Linked DNA regions of Rattus norvegicus: region 1 is linked to region 2. A link is a contact called in public Hi-C data. All regions are on one chromosome and are shown on one strand. The core of a region is the stretch at or near the end of the contact, and the rest is flanking DNA. Distances in the headings are between cores, read along the strand shown. Region 1 has its middle 61 kb from the start of Rps6ka1. Region 2 overlaps Arid1a (AT-rich interaction domain 1A).

Evidence for each region. A called contact is a pair of places that touch in the nucleus more often than the background predicts.
Region 1: a Hi-C map of Schwann cells shows a contact between it and region 2, with 1.8 times the contacts expected there. The contact joins two enhancer-like sites.

What each region holds. Positions count from the first base shown.
Region 1 is chr5:151,337,933-151,343,850 of GRCr8, forward strand. No RefSeq gene overlaps it. Among named protein-coding and RNA genes, the nearest start is that of Rps6ka1, 61 kb to the right of the region's middle. Within about 2 kb of position 2,564, at least 10 of the 93 cell types and tissues checked have an H3K27ac peak or open chromatin away from gene starts, as enhancers often do. A contact at or near this core is called in Schwann cells, where this site is marked.
Region 2 is chr5:151,199,904-151,205,616 of GRCr8, forward strand. Arid1a (AT-rich interaction domain 1A) reads right to left here. Exons shown (of 20, transcript NM_001401279.1): 11 at 4,329-4,538; 12 at 2,587-2,794; 13 at 1,131-1,263; 14 at 789-961; 15 at 1-144. Among named protein-coding and RNA genes, the nearest start is that of Pigv, 17 kb to the left of the region's middle. Within about 2 kb of position 2,103, at least 23 of the 93 cell types and tissues checked have an H3K27ac peak or open chromatin away from gene starts, as enhancers often do. A contact at or near this core is called in Schwann cells, where this site is marked.

The DNA of each region.
Region 1 (5,918 bases), core at 1,314-3,813, 140 kb after region 2:
TTGAACTCCTGTCTTTCCCAAGCTCTTGTTTGTATGCTGTTGCTGACACACCAGAAGAGGGCATCGGATCCCATTACAGATGACTGTGAGCCACCATGTGGTTGCTGAGAATTGAACTCAGGACCTCTGGAAGAACAACCAGAGCTCTTAACCACTGCGCCACCTCTCCAGCCCCTCAACAGCTGTTCTTAAACGTTGAGCCAACCCCTGTCCCCCATCCTGATCAGGGCTTGGATCATTCTCCTCTGGATCCATGGCAATTGCTCCCATAATTAGCAGTTTCTCCTGCCTAGAACACAAACAAGCAAATGTTCCAACCTGGCAGCTGATGCCGGGAAGGCGAGCCGATTAGAGCTTTCTTTGAGAGGCTCCGTTCGGATTTGAATGTGGCGCCCACATCCTCCCACATCCGGCTATCCTGAGACACCTTTCACTAAAACCTTCCCGATTGTGGTCTCTCTGGCTCACCAAGTTTATCCCGGCACATGGGAGGCAGAGGCAAGAGGATCTCTGCATTTGAGGCTAGCCTGGTCTACAAAGCAAGTTCCAGGATGGCCCGGGCTATGCAGAGAAACCTCGTCTTGAAAAAACAAACACAAACAAACAAACGTAGTCTTAGAAGGAGCTCCCTGGCTCCCTGCTCTCCTAAATTGAGCAATTTAGGAAGAGAGCTCCGCCCCTTTCCTCTCCCCAGTCTACAGCCTGGGGGTTTGCGATGATGAAAGCCGGAGTCTTCTTGAGTGCCATCAAGTGATCAAATGCCGGAGGTGGGGGATGCGAGGGGTAAGGGGGCCGGAATGTTACTACTTCACATAACCGAAGTGTGAAGAGCAGGGGAGCCTCCTCTTTAGATTTTAAAAGTTTCAATAAGATGGGCTGACACCCTCCGGCCCCTCCCTGAACTGCCTGGTGCTCTCCCATCCAGAGAAAGGTTTCTCAGGGCGGGGCGCGTTCTTATCTGGATATAGCTAGGATTTTGTGCACCATTCAGACACTGTGGGGAGAGACAATATCCATTTTCCTTCCAACATCAAGGCAGCCTTTTAAAGCTTTATCCGGACTTATTTTGGTTCCTGCAATAAAAAGGCGAGGTGGGAGAATTATGTCTAACAAAAATAACGCCATTGTGCGCTCCGAGTTTCCCACTGCAGGCCACTTTTAAAGCGTTTTGCCGTCACCTCCGCCGCCTCGCACGCATTCAGGCAGGTTGGCCGCGAACAAAGAAAACTCACTTCACACACACCAGCCCTAAACCTCCACTCTCAGGACAAAAGTGTCCCTCGGCAATGTTTTCCACATGGCTCTGCTGAAGGGCCATTCACTCACTTCGACCCTCTTTTTCTTGGGAGACAAAGGCACCTTTGGGCTGAAGTGACACGGGAGAGTTAGAATCAGATTTGTTATCGGAATTGCAGCCCTCAATTTTAGCAAGAGGCTCAATCTGTCTACGGCTACCACAGCAAGGCGGCCTTTACAATCCGGGAGCACCGGGCCAACTATGCACCTGCAAATATACCACAGAAGACATTGCAGGTTCCAAGCACTTTGAAAACCGATACTTAAACAGTCTCGAGGGACCCGATCCCCCACGTCGGGGATAATAGCTGCTTTGGAATCTGCTATTGGCACCAGAAAGCGTCCTCTGAAGTCACTCAAAAGCCATTTTTATTGTGCATTTGCAAACAAAGAGCCTCACCTCGCCAAAACAAAGTCTGTTACCAAATCAGGGTGGGAAGTCAAACTCATCCCAGGAAGAGTCAATTACCCTGGCAATTTTGTGAGGGGCTGGGAAGCGATTCCTGAGGGAGAGCAGCTCATGGAGGGTGGGTAGAGGGCTTCTGGAAGGGGGCTAGCTTCCAAAACTTTTCCTCCGTGAGAAGGGTGTTCCATTAACTCTGAAACCCTAGCAATTACAACAGAAGGGCCTCCGTGACTTCTGGTTATAAACTTTTTATGATTATTAACTGGGGAAATGTAGATTATGTGGAATTTTTAACAATGAACTTTAAAGCAACCTTGGCTCCTTTCTAAGGGACTTGCTTATCTGCAGTGTTGTAACCCGAAGCTCAGAGTCGGTGTTGGCGACCCTCGTGTCCCTCGCCTGAAAAGCGACCTTCTTACGGGACTCACTTCCTTGATAAGCAGGCAGATGCTCACCGCGCTGTTTATCTGGGGAAAGAAATACGTGTGGGAAAAGAAGCAATTTTCTTCTCATTGCGATTAAATAAAGTCATGATCGCCTGTTGTGGGATTAGCCTGCCACCTGTTGGTCAAAAGGAGAACAGCAGGGAAATAGGGACGAAAGCGCCCATCTAAGGGAAGGGTTTTGATGTAGTCAAAACCTTTCTGCCTCTTTCTCTCCTATTTCCTGTCTGTCTGTCTGCCCGCCCACCCACCTGCCTGTCTCTCTGTCTGTCCGCCCCCTCCCTTTCAACGGTTTACTGGTTTGTTATATGAACAGAGGTACTCATAAAAATGGAACGTGGGTCGGTGAGATGCCTCAGTGTGTAAAGGCACTTTCTGGCAAGCCTAAGAACTGAGTTCAATCCCCGCGACCCACGTGGGTGGATCGCACCAACGCCCACTGGTTGCCCTCTGACTTCCGCACAGACGGTGCTACGTACACACAGGGATTGTAACTGAAAGGTTTCCTGTATGTCAGGAAAAGAAATAGAATGAATAGTCCAAATAAAACTATGAAATAAATGTCAAGAATAGAGAACTGAGGGGTTGGGGATTTAGGTCAGTGGTAGAGCGCTTGCCTAGCAAGCGCAAGGCCCTGGGTTCGGTCCCCAGCTCCGAAAAAAAGAACCAAAAAAAAAAAAAAAAAAGAATAAAGAACTGATGTCACAAGGCTTTCCACAGGAAGGCAGAGGGGAAGTGCTATTATTAAGAGCTTGTTAGGGGCTGGAGAGATGGCTCAGCGGTTAAGAAGAGCACTGACATGGGTTGGGGATTTGGCTCAGTGGTAGAGCGCTTGCCTAGGAAGCGCAAGGCCCTGGGTTCGATTCCCAGCTCCGGAAAAAAAAAGAAAAAAAAAAAAAAAAAAAAAAAAAAAAAAAAAAAAAAAGAGCACTGACCGCTCTTCCAGAGGACCTGAGTTCAATTCCCAGCAACCACATGGTGGCTCACAACCATCTGTAATGGGATCTGGTGTGGCTGAAGACACTTATATAGAATAAATAGATAATTTTTTTAAAAAATTCTCTTGAACAAACTGTTTACCACCGCTTACACTAAACTTGACGAAGTGTGTACAGGACTGTGTTAGCTCTGCTGACCCCTGATCCTACTGACCCCCAACCCCAGATTGGGCAAACAGTTTATTTTTAAAGATAAAGAGAAGGGGTTGGGGATTTAGCTCAGCGGTAGAGCACTTGCCTAGCAAGTGCAAGGCCCTGGGTTCGGTCCCCAGCTCCGAAAAAAAGAAAAAAAAAAAAAAGATAAAGAGAAGATGAGGCTTGAGGATCCAAAGTGCAAGGTTATCCTGGGCTACATACTTCCAGCCCAGCCTAGGCTACATGAGATCCTGTCTCAAAAACAAAACAAAACAAAACAAAAACAAAAACGAAGAGAAAAGCAAGCAAACACAGGCTGGTTCATGGATTTTGAACTTATGTTTCTGCAGACCCAAGGAAATTGAGGTAATTGAGACTGTTTCTTCAGTTTTAATATTCAATATAGAGAACACAGAGGATTATCTTGAACTCAATATCCTTCATCTCCTCCATCTTTCTTTTTTAAAAAAAAATGTATTAATTATATGTGAGTACACTGTAGCTGTCTTCAGACACACCAGAAGAGGGCATCGGATCCCATAACAGATGGTTGTGAGCCACCATGTGGTTGCTGGGATTTGAACTCAGGACCTCTGGAAGAGCAGTCGGAACTCTTTTTTTTTTTTTTTTTTTTTGGAGCTGGGGACCGAACCCAGGGCCTTGCGCTTGCTAGGCAAGCGCTCTGCCGCTGAGCTAAATCCCCAACCCCCAACCCCCAGTCAGTACTCTTAACCTCTGAGCCATCTCTCCAGCCCCACATCCCTCTTTCTTCCTCTTCTTCCTCCTCCTCCTTCTCCTCCTCCTCCTCTTCCTCCTCCCCTCCTCCTCCCCTCCTCCTCCTCTTCCTCCTCTTCCCCCTTCTTCTTTTTTGTAATAGCCCTGGCTGCCCTGGAACTTACTTTGTAGACCAGGCTACCCTTAAGCTCAGAGAATTGCCTGCCTCTGCCTCTCGAGTGCTGGGGTTACAGGCGTGCACCAGTACACTTGGTTTTATGTGCTGCCGGGGATGGAACCCGGGCCTTCATGCCTGCTAGGCAAGCACTCTCCCAACAGAGCCATGCCCCCAGCTTTGTTTGTTGTCAGATGGATGGGATTTGCTGTGTTGCCCCGGACCGAGTGCTTGACCTCAGTTGTCATCTTCCTGCGTAGCTAGAACTAAAGGTGAGTGACATCACAGCTGTCTGATTTCTGTCCATCCTTCCATCCGGCATCCATGTGTTTCCCGTGTACATGAGAATTTGCACATCCTGAGCATGGCCTCTCCCGCTGAACCACACCCCTCCAAACTGCCTTTATTGAATATATTAACGTGTCTAGTGAGGTTAGAACTTGTTACCCCTGAAGGATATCTAAGTTCCAATATGTTCTTGTTTTACTAAGAAACAGCAAATAGGACCAGAGAGATGACTTAGCAGAGGACCTGGGCTGGGTCCCCAGGACTGATGGGTACACTGAATAAGGGCCATGGTTCTAACATCCTAATTTCCAAGCCGGGAGAGTGGAAATGTTATCATTTCCCCCTGGCCTTGGGAAATCCTCTTCCCCTCTTGTGGTGACTCCTAGAATTACCATTACCATAGAAATCATGGATCTACAGGGACTCCTGTAGGAGTCTCCAAGGACTCTGAGAGACTAAAGGCACTCAAGTCAGTGCTCCCTGAGCTGCTCTTCCAAAACCCCACTTATGACAGAGTGTGCTAATGAATGCTTTCAACGTTCAAAAGAGTACAGCCAAGCTGGCACAGTGGTGACACACCATAATCCTACCTCTGGGGAGGTGGAGGCAGGAGGATCGGGAGTTGGAGGTCATCCTTGGCTACACAGTGAGCCTGAGGCCAGCCATATAAAAATATACAGCTTGCTAAAGTGCCTGCTTCACAACCTGAAGACTTGAGTTCTGGTCCCCATTGGTACTGGAGGCCCAGAGACCGGTGGATCCCTGGAGTTCATTCGTTTACAAACCTTGATTAATTAGTCAGTGAGTTCCCGGCTCAGTGAAAGACCCTGAGGCATGGGAGGAAGAAGTTTGAGAAGGGCATGGTGGGGGTTGTGTGAATTGCTTGTGTCTCCATCCCAGAATCCCAGCGCTTGGGAGCGGAGTCAGACAGGTCTCTATGAGAATGAGGCCAGCCTGGTCTACACAATGAGTTCCAGGCTAGCCAGAGCTACATAGTGAGATTGTGAGGCCCTGACTCTAAAAAACAAAGAAAAGAAAAACAAACAAGCAAATGAAACCTAAGAAAGAGAAAAGAAGGTGGGATACCCAAAGATACCTCATTGGGTAAAGTCTGACGTTTTTGTTTTTCTGAGACAGGATTTTTCTGTGTAGCCCTGGCTGTCTTGGAACTTTTTCTATGGACCAGGCTGGCCTTGAACTCCCAGAAATCCACAAGTCTCTGCCTCCTGAGTGTTGGGATATATACATACACACACACACACACACACACACGCACACACACACACACACACACACACACACACACACACACACACACACACACACACACACAGAGGCACTGATAATAACAACCTGAAATGAACAGGTTGATTCACTAGACTTGTGTCCTTGTTTGGACTCAGGTTCTCATGTAGCCCAGGTTAGCCTCCAACTTGCTATGTAATTGAGGTCAGTCCTTTCCT
Region 2 (5,713 bases), core at 853-3,352:
TGTCGTAAGGACCTCCATAGGGATAGTGCTGTCGTGGTCCCATAGCCACATTACCCAGCCCAGGGCCAGCAGCACGGCTGTAGGGGTCACCCATCCCGCCGTTGGGACCCTGCCCTGAGGACATGAAGGGATCACTTCCTGGAGCTGAGTACAAAAAGGAAGGCAGTGAATGAGGAAACCAGCAGGTTGGCAGGCTCATCAATGTACACATTCCTGCGACACGGTTCCAGGCTCTCTACAGAACATGGTGTCTTCCTGTTTCTTTCCTGACAGGTTAAATAGAGAATGCCAAGTCTTAAGAGTGGCTAGGTAAGGGCTGGAGAGATGGCTCAGCGGTTAAGAGCACTGACTGCTCTTCCAGAGGTCCTGAGTTCAAATCCCAGCAACCACATGGTGGCTCACAACCATCTGTAAGGGATCTGATGCTCTTTTCTGGTGTGTCTGAAGACAGCTACAGTCTATTTATATATAATAAATAAATCTTTAAAAAAAAAAAAAGAGTGGCTAGGTAAAGCAAGTTGAAAGAGAAAAGGAGGAGGAAAAAATATATAAGAGTTTGGTGGCTAAGTGTGTGGGGCTCAGTGGGATGAAACTTGCCTAAGGTAAATGACTCCCTTGCTTCAGCCTCTAGCATCATCCCAGAAAGGAAAGAGGACAAGGCCGGCAGGGGGAAGGGAAGAGTATGGTGAAGGGTGACACACAGAAGCATTTCAGAGGCTCTCTCAGCACTACCACCAAGCCACTCAAACTCCACAGGCATAAGCCAGCACCACCCAGCAGTCAGTCACCTTTCCTCATGCCGCCATAAGGATCCTTATTTGGCTCATAGGACATGCGCCCCATCATGTCAGAGGTATTCATACTGGGCTGGTACCCAGGGTTTGGAGTCATGGAATTCCGCTTCTGGAATGTGGGCTCACTTCCATCAGGAAAGGCATCCTGGATTCCAACTGAGTTGCTCCTGCTCCAGAGTGAGGAAAACTAATGAAGCCCCCCATACACCAATTCCTCAGATAAGTCAAGAACCATAGAAGCCACGGGTGGGGGAGTGAATAGGCATGAACTGCCCTCCTCAGGTTACCCCAGGTTACCCCCAGACACACCCAAGAGTTCCTGATCATGAGCCTTACCTCATGCCTGGTAAGGGGGGAATTTGACTATGTGGTGTGGATGCTGGAGTTGGTGGCTTCAGGTCTCCTCCTTCTGCCATAGAACTGCTGGTTGACTGAGGCGTTTGTGGCCCCTGCATAGACCCTGATCCTGCTGTGGACAGAGAGGCAGGGTGAGCAGCTAACTATAAAATTACGGATGCTTTAGAGTCTGGGTGTATGCACATATGCATTTGTATGCGTCTGTTTCTCTCTTCTGAGACAGGGTCTCATACTGTGGAGCCCAGGCTGCTTGGAACTAAGGATCCTTTCTTTCAGCTTCCAGAGTGCTGGGACTGACACTGTGTTTGCCTTCCCAGGATCCCTCTGTGAGAGACTTTCAGAGTCAGTGATGTAAAGGGATTGGATCTTATCACTTATGGAAGCATGTCCTGATCAAACACAAAACACTGGCATACAACAGTTCACATACAAGAGCTGCACACCTGAGCTCCAAGAAACATCCCCCCACTTTGATGTTTAAGGGTTGGCTGCAGTCTTGCTTTGGAGAAAGGAGGCGGATGTTATTTTGCACCAGGTCATTTAAGCCTTGGGTAGCTTCCTGATTACCTAGCTTTCTTTCTCCAAAGAACCTGTGTAACCTATTAAACATCCCCCGATGCTGAGCAGTGAATGACTAATTAGAGCCCCCAAAGTACAGGGTGTAGAGCGGAGTCACATGGCCAGAGCCTAGTGTTTCTATCAGGCACCCAGCAAAATGTCACCCTTAGGTTCTTTCTAATATTCCTCTAAAGAGCACAGAACTCCCAGTGATGAGCATTTCCACTAGGTACCGTTCGTTTCTAGCATTAGACAGCACACTTCTGAGGCCTTCCCAAGCTGATGAGTCATCTCAGGCACACATCACACCCTCAGAGGTCAAAGACAGGGCACATATGTTTACACCTACCTTCTAGGGCCCTGGCCTCTTTCCCATGCTAGCCTAGGCCCAGCCTCCTCTGAGAACAGAGGGTAAAGCAGCACTCCTGTCATCAGAGAAGTCCCATTCATATTCCCTCTCTACCCTCTAACCATTCATTACCATCCCAGCTCTCCCGGGAGTTTACAGCTCTCTTCTGAGCTGCATTCTAAGGCACTGACATCAGCAGGCCGAAGCTCCCAGATGGCCCAGCCACACTGCTATTTGTCAGTTTTCCCTCACTCCTCTGGTGTCCCTCCCACTCACTAGTTTACAAACATTTGGCAAAATGCCAGGCGTACAACAGGAAAATGAGAAAGTTAAAACTTAAGGCTGCTGCACGGCACCTCCCAAGGGAGTCGCCACTACCGCTCTTTAGTCTGCCAACCTGCCAAGCCACGTGGATGGGTAAAAACACACACCCCTGGCATCTGCTCTGCTCCCTGGAGGAAGGGAGGGAGGCACCACTACCTAGGGAAGTGTGCCCTCAACCTCAGTGGGGTGCTCAGCCATTCTTACCAGGAGAGGGAGGCTGGATCTTGGGTTGGGACTTCTTGGAATCAGCAGCTGCAAAGATATCAGGGGGAGGGTCTTCTCCCCGCTCAATCTTGCACTCAAAGGCATAGAGACACTGGATATACTGCTTTTTCAAGGAGCTGGCGGCACTGCTCGATGTGCCCACATTGAGGTTGGTTGCAAGTTCCCGCCATTTTTTGTTTTTGTTGACCTGAAAGACCACCAGAAGAGTCATAGTACACTTGACCCAGGCTTCCAGCTTGGCAAGAAGCTTCCAGTTTGAAGTAACTGCAAGCAGCGCTGCTTCTTAAGACAGGACAAGCAGAAGGCTGACGTTGGAACAGAACTCAGTGCCTAGTCTGGATGCTCTAACCCTCACCCTCTAACTTCTTAAAGCTAATGATTTCTACATGATTCTTCACCACCAGTGTGAGGCTGTCAACCTAAGGACAGCCAGTCCACTGTTCTGCCTCCTTGTTTCAGTCCCAGGACATACTGACCAAGACTATTTCCCAAATATTCTTCTAATTAGTACTGTGGCAGACAGACAGGTCTGGATCCATAGTGTATTCTTCAGCACAGGGCCAGCTTATGCCTCTAGTGCAGAGAACACTGGTACAAGCAAACATTTTGGACTATGACACCTTTGAAGTGATAGTTGCAATCTTCAGAGCTTAGAGAAGCTCTAGATAACCTCCACGGAAAGGAGGTGACCACAACACTTTGCAAGGTGGCACTGGGTGGGGAGAGTATCGCTTTGGTTGTTTGTAAAGTTAGCAACAGTCGTGTTTAACTGCACATTATCTCCTACCCTGTAACATCGGACCCGTCTACTGGGATGATCTTTCACTGACCTGTCAGACAAGCTCAGGACTCAGTCTTGCCTTTCTCAGGGCCTTCACTTAGAAAGGAATTCTTACTGTCTTTGGAATATAACTACTTAACAGCAAGTAAGATTTCCTTTTTGAACTGGAGGACAAGCTTTGTTCTGTATCTCATCCTATGCTCAGTGAGTTCAGAGCCCCACCAATCAGAAGGCAAGTTATAAGCAACCAATCCCCCTTTCCCACAAGTAGGAAACAAGGACCAAATGGCAGTGGAAAGCAGATATGCACGCAGGGTCACCTCAGCCGCCCTATGTGGCTCTGCTTCCCACGCCAGTTACATGGCAGCCTGCACGTGCCCTATTCTGTTTTGTTTTCCTTTGTGGGGGAGGGGAAGGAAGCCTGAAGGGAGAAGGGATTCAGAAATGATTAGTAGTTGGCTTCGTTCCAATCACTTTCTTTTCTGCTGGTGACAGCTGTTTTCCTTTTCTGATTTAGAAGGTTTGGAATAAGTTTCTTGCTGTCAGGCTCTCCCACCCTCACTAAGAGTTTCTGGTCTGTACAATAATGAAAAGATCACAGAGGAAAGCCTACAAGGCAGAGTGAGCCTCACTTGTCAGCCTCTCTGGCTAAACAGAAACGGACCGTGAAGTATGGCAGTGGCATTTCCAGTAAGGACTGAACTCTTCTCTGAAGTCACAGTATAAAGGAAGGCTTCCATCATTTAACTTCTTCCTCTGCAACTAACTCTATAAGCAATTTCCCTGGAAGACAGAGTCTGGTTCCCATAGTCTGGACTCTTGCAGAAGCTTTACGTGGATCATTTCTAACATCTGACATGACATCACGTGTTTTAAGTGTCTCAGAACATGACCCTGTGGGATAAACGGTACTCTCAAAAGCCAAATGTCTGGTGCTTACCTGAGTCAGCCCACCAATCTCCTTCACAGACACATAGAGGCGATAGAGGTCCAGAGGCTTCCTCCCAACAGCAGGCAGATTTGTCATGCCCATGGCCTTTTCCTCTGTGAAGGCCAGGTACCGGTCCACCCACATCTTCCTCTCGGGCTCACCACCCAACTCATACAATTTGGTGATCTTCTCATTGGTGGTGGTAGAAGAACTGGACTTCTGGAGAGAGGGTTGAAATAAGCGTCTTAAAGTCTAGGCCTTTGTACATGCTGGCGGCTGCAAGTCCCTTCTGTCCACCCTCTACCTTTGAGAGAGCTGGTCTAGAGCCTGAGCTGCTGTTGAGATTCCCCTGCTTCGGTCTCCCAGGTAGCTCAGAAGTTACTTGTTCTTTTGTAAAAATTGTGCATGATAGTAAAGGTGTGAGCGTCACCGTGAAGCTGCAGATCCAGGACAGTTGTTCTACCGGTACAGAAGCTCACTGAGATATGTAGACTTTGGATTTGGTCAATTTGGCTGTGTCATTATTTTTATTTCAAAGTTGTCTTTTTAATGTTAAAATTTAAAAATTACTTCATGTAAACGACTGTTTTGATTGTAAGTACAAGTGTTCTACATGTGTTAGGTGCTTGCAGGACCAGGAGAGGGCATGTGATCAATGGACCCCACCTGGAGCTGGAGTTAGAGACAGTATCAACACCAGTGGGTGCTGGAAATTGGACCCAGAACCTCTGGAAGAGCAACCAGTGCTCCTAACCACTGAGCCATCTCAATAGACCCCAACTTTGTTTTTTTGAGCCAGGGTTTCTCTGTGCAGCCCTGGCTGTCCTAGCATCACTTTGTATTATACTAGGCTGGCCTCCACAGAGCTCTACCTGCCCAGGCTCACAGCGCTGGGACTGTAGGAGTGCGCTGCCTCCTCCATGACGCTGACTGCAGCTCTGCATTTCATTTTGTTAAATATTCAATTTTTAAAAATACTGATGTGTACTGGGTATAGTGGCACACATCTTTAATACCAGCAATGAAGGAGGCAGAGAGGCAGATGGATTTCTGCGTTGAAGGCCAACCTGGTCTATATAGTGAGTTCTAGGTCACACAGAGCTATACAGTGAGACCCTGCTTCAACCCACTCACTCCCCAACAAAATAAACAGCCAGGGGCTCATCAGGTAAGCATGATAGCTGTTTTCAGAGGCCTGGGTCTGGGTTCCAGTCAGGTGGTTTCCCACGTCGCTGTAACTTCAGCACATCTAGTTTCAGCCTACAGGGAGTTAAGAACCCCATCCCCTCCTGCATCACTGGCCTGCTTGTCAGGTGTAGAACCAACCATTTCTGCTGCTCTGAGTATGTCTAGGAAGAGAAGGGCAGCCATCTGCCTATAGCACATCATTATCA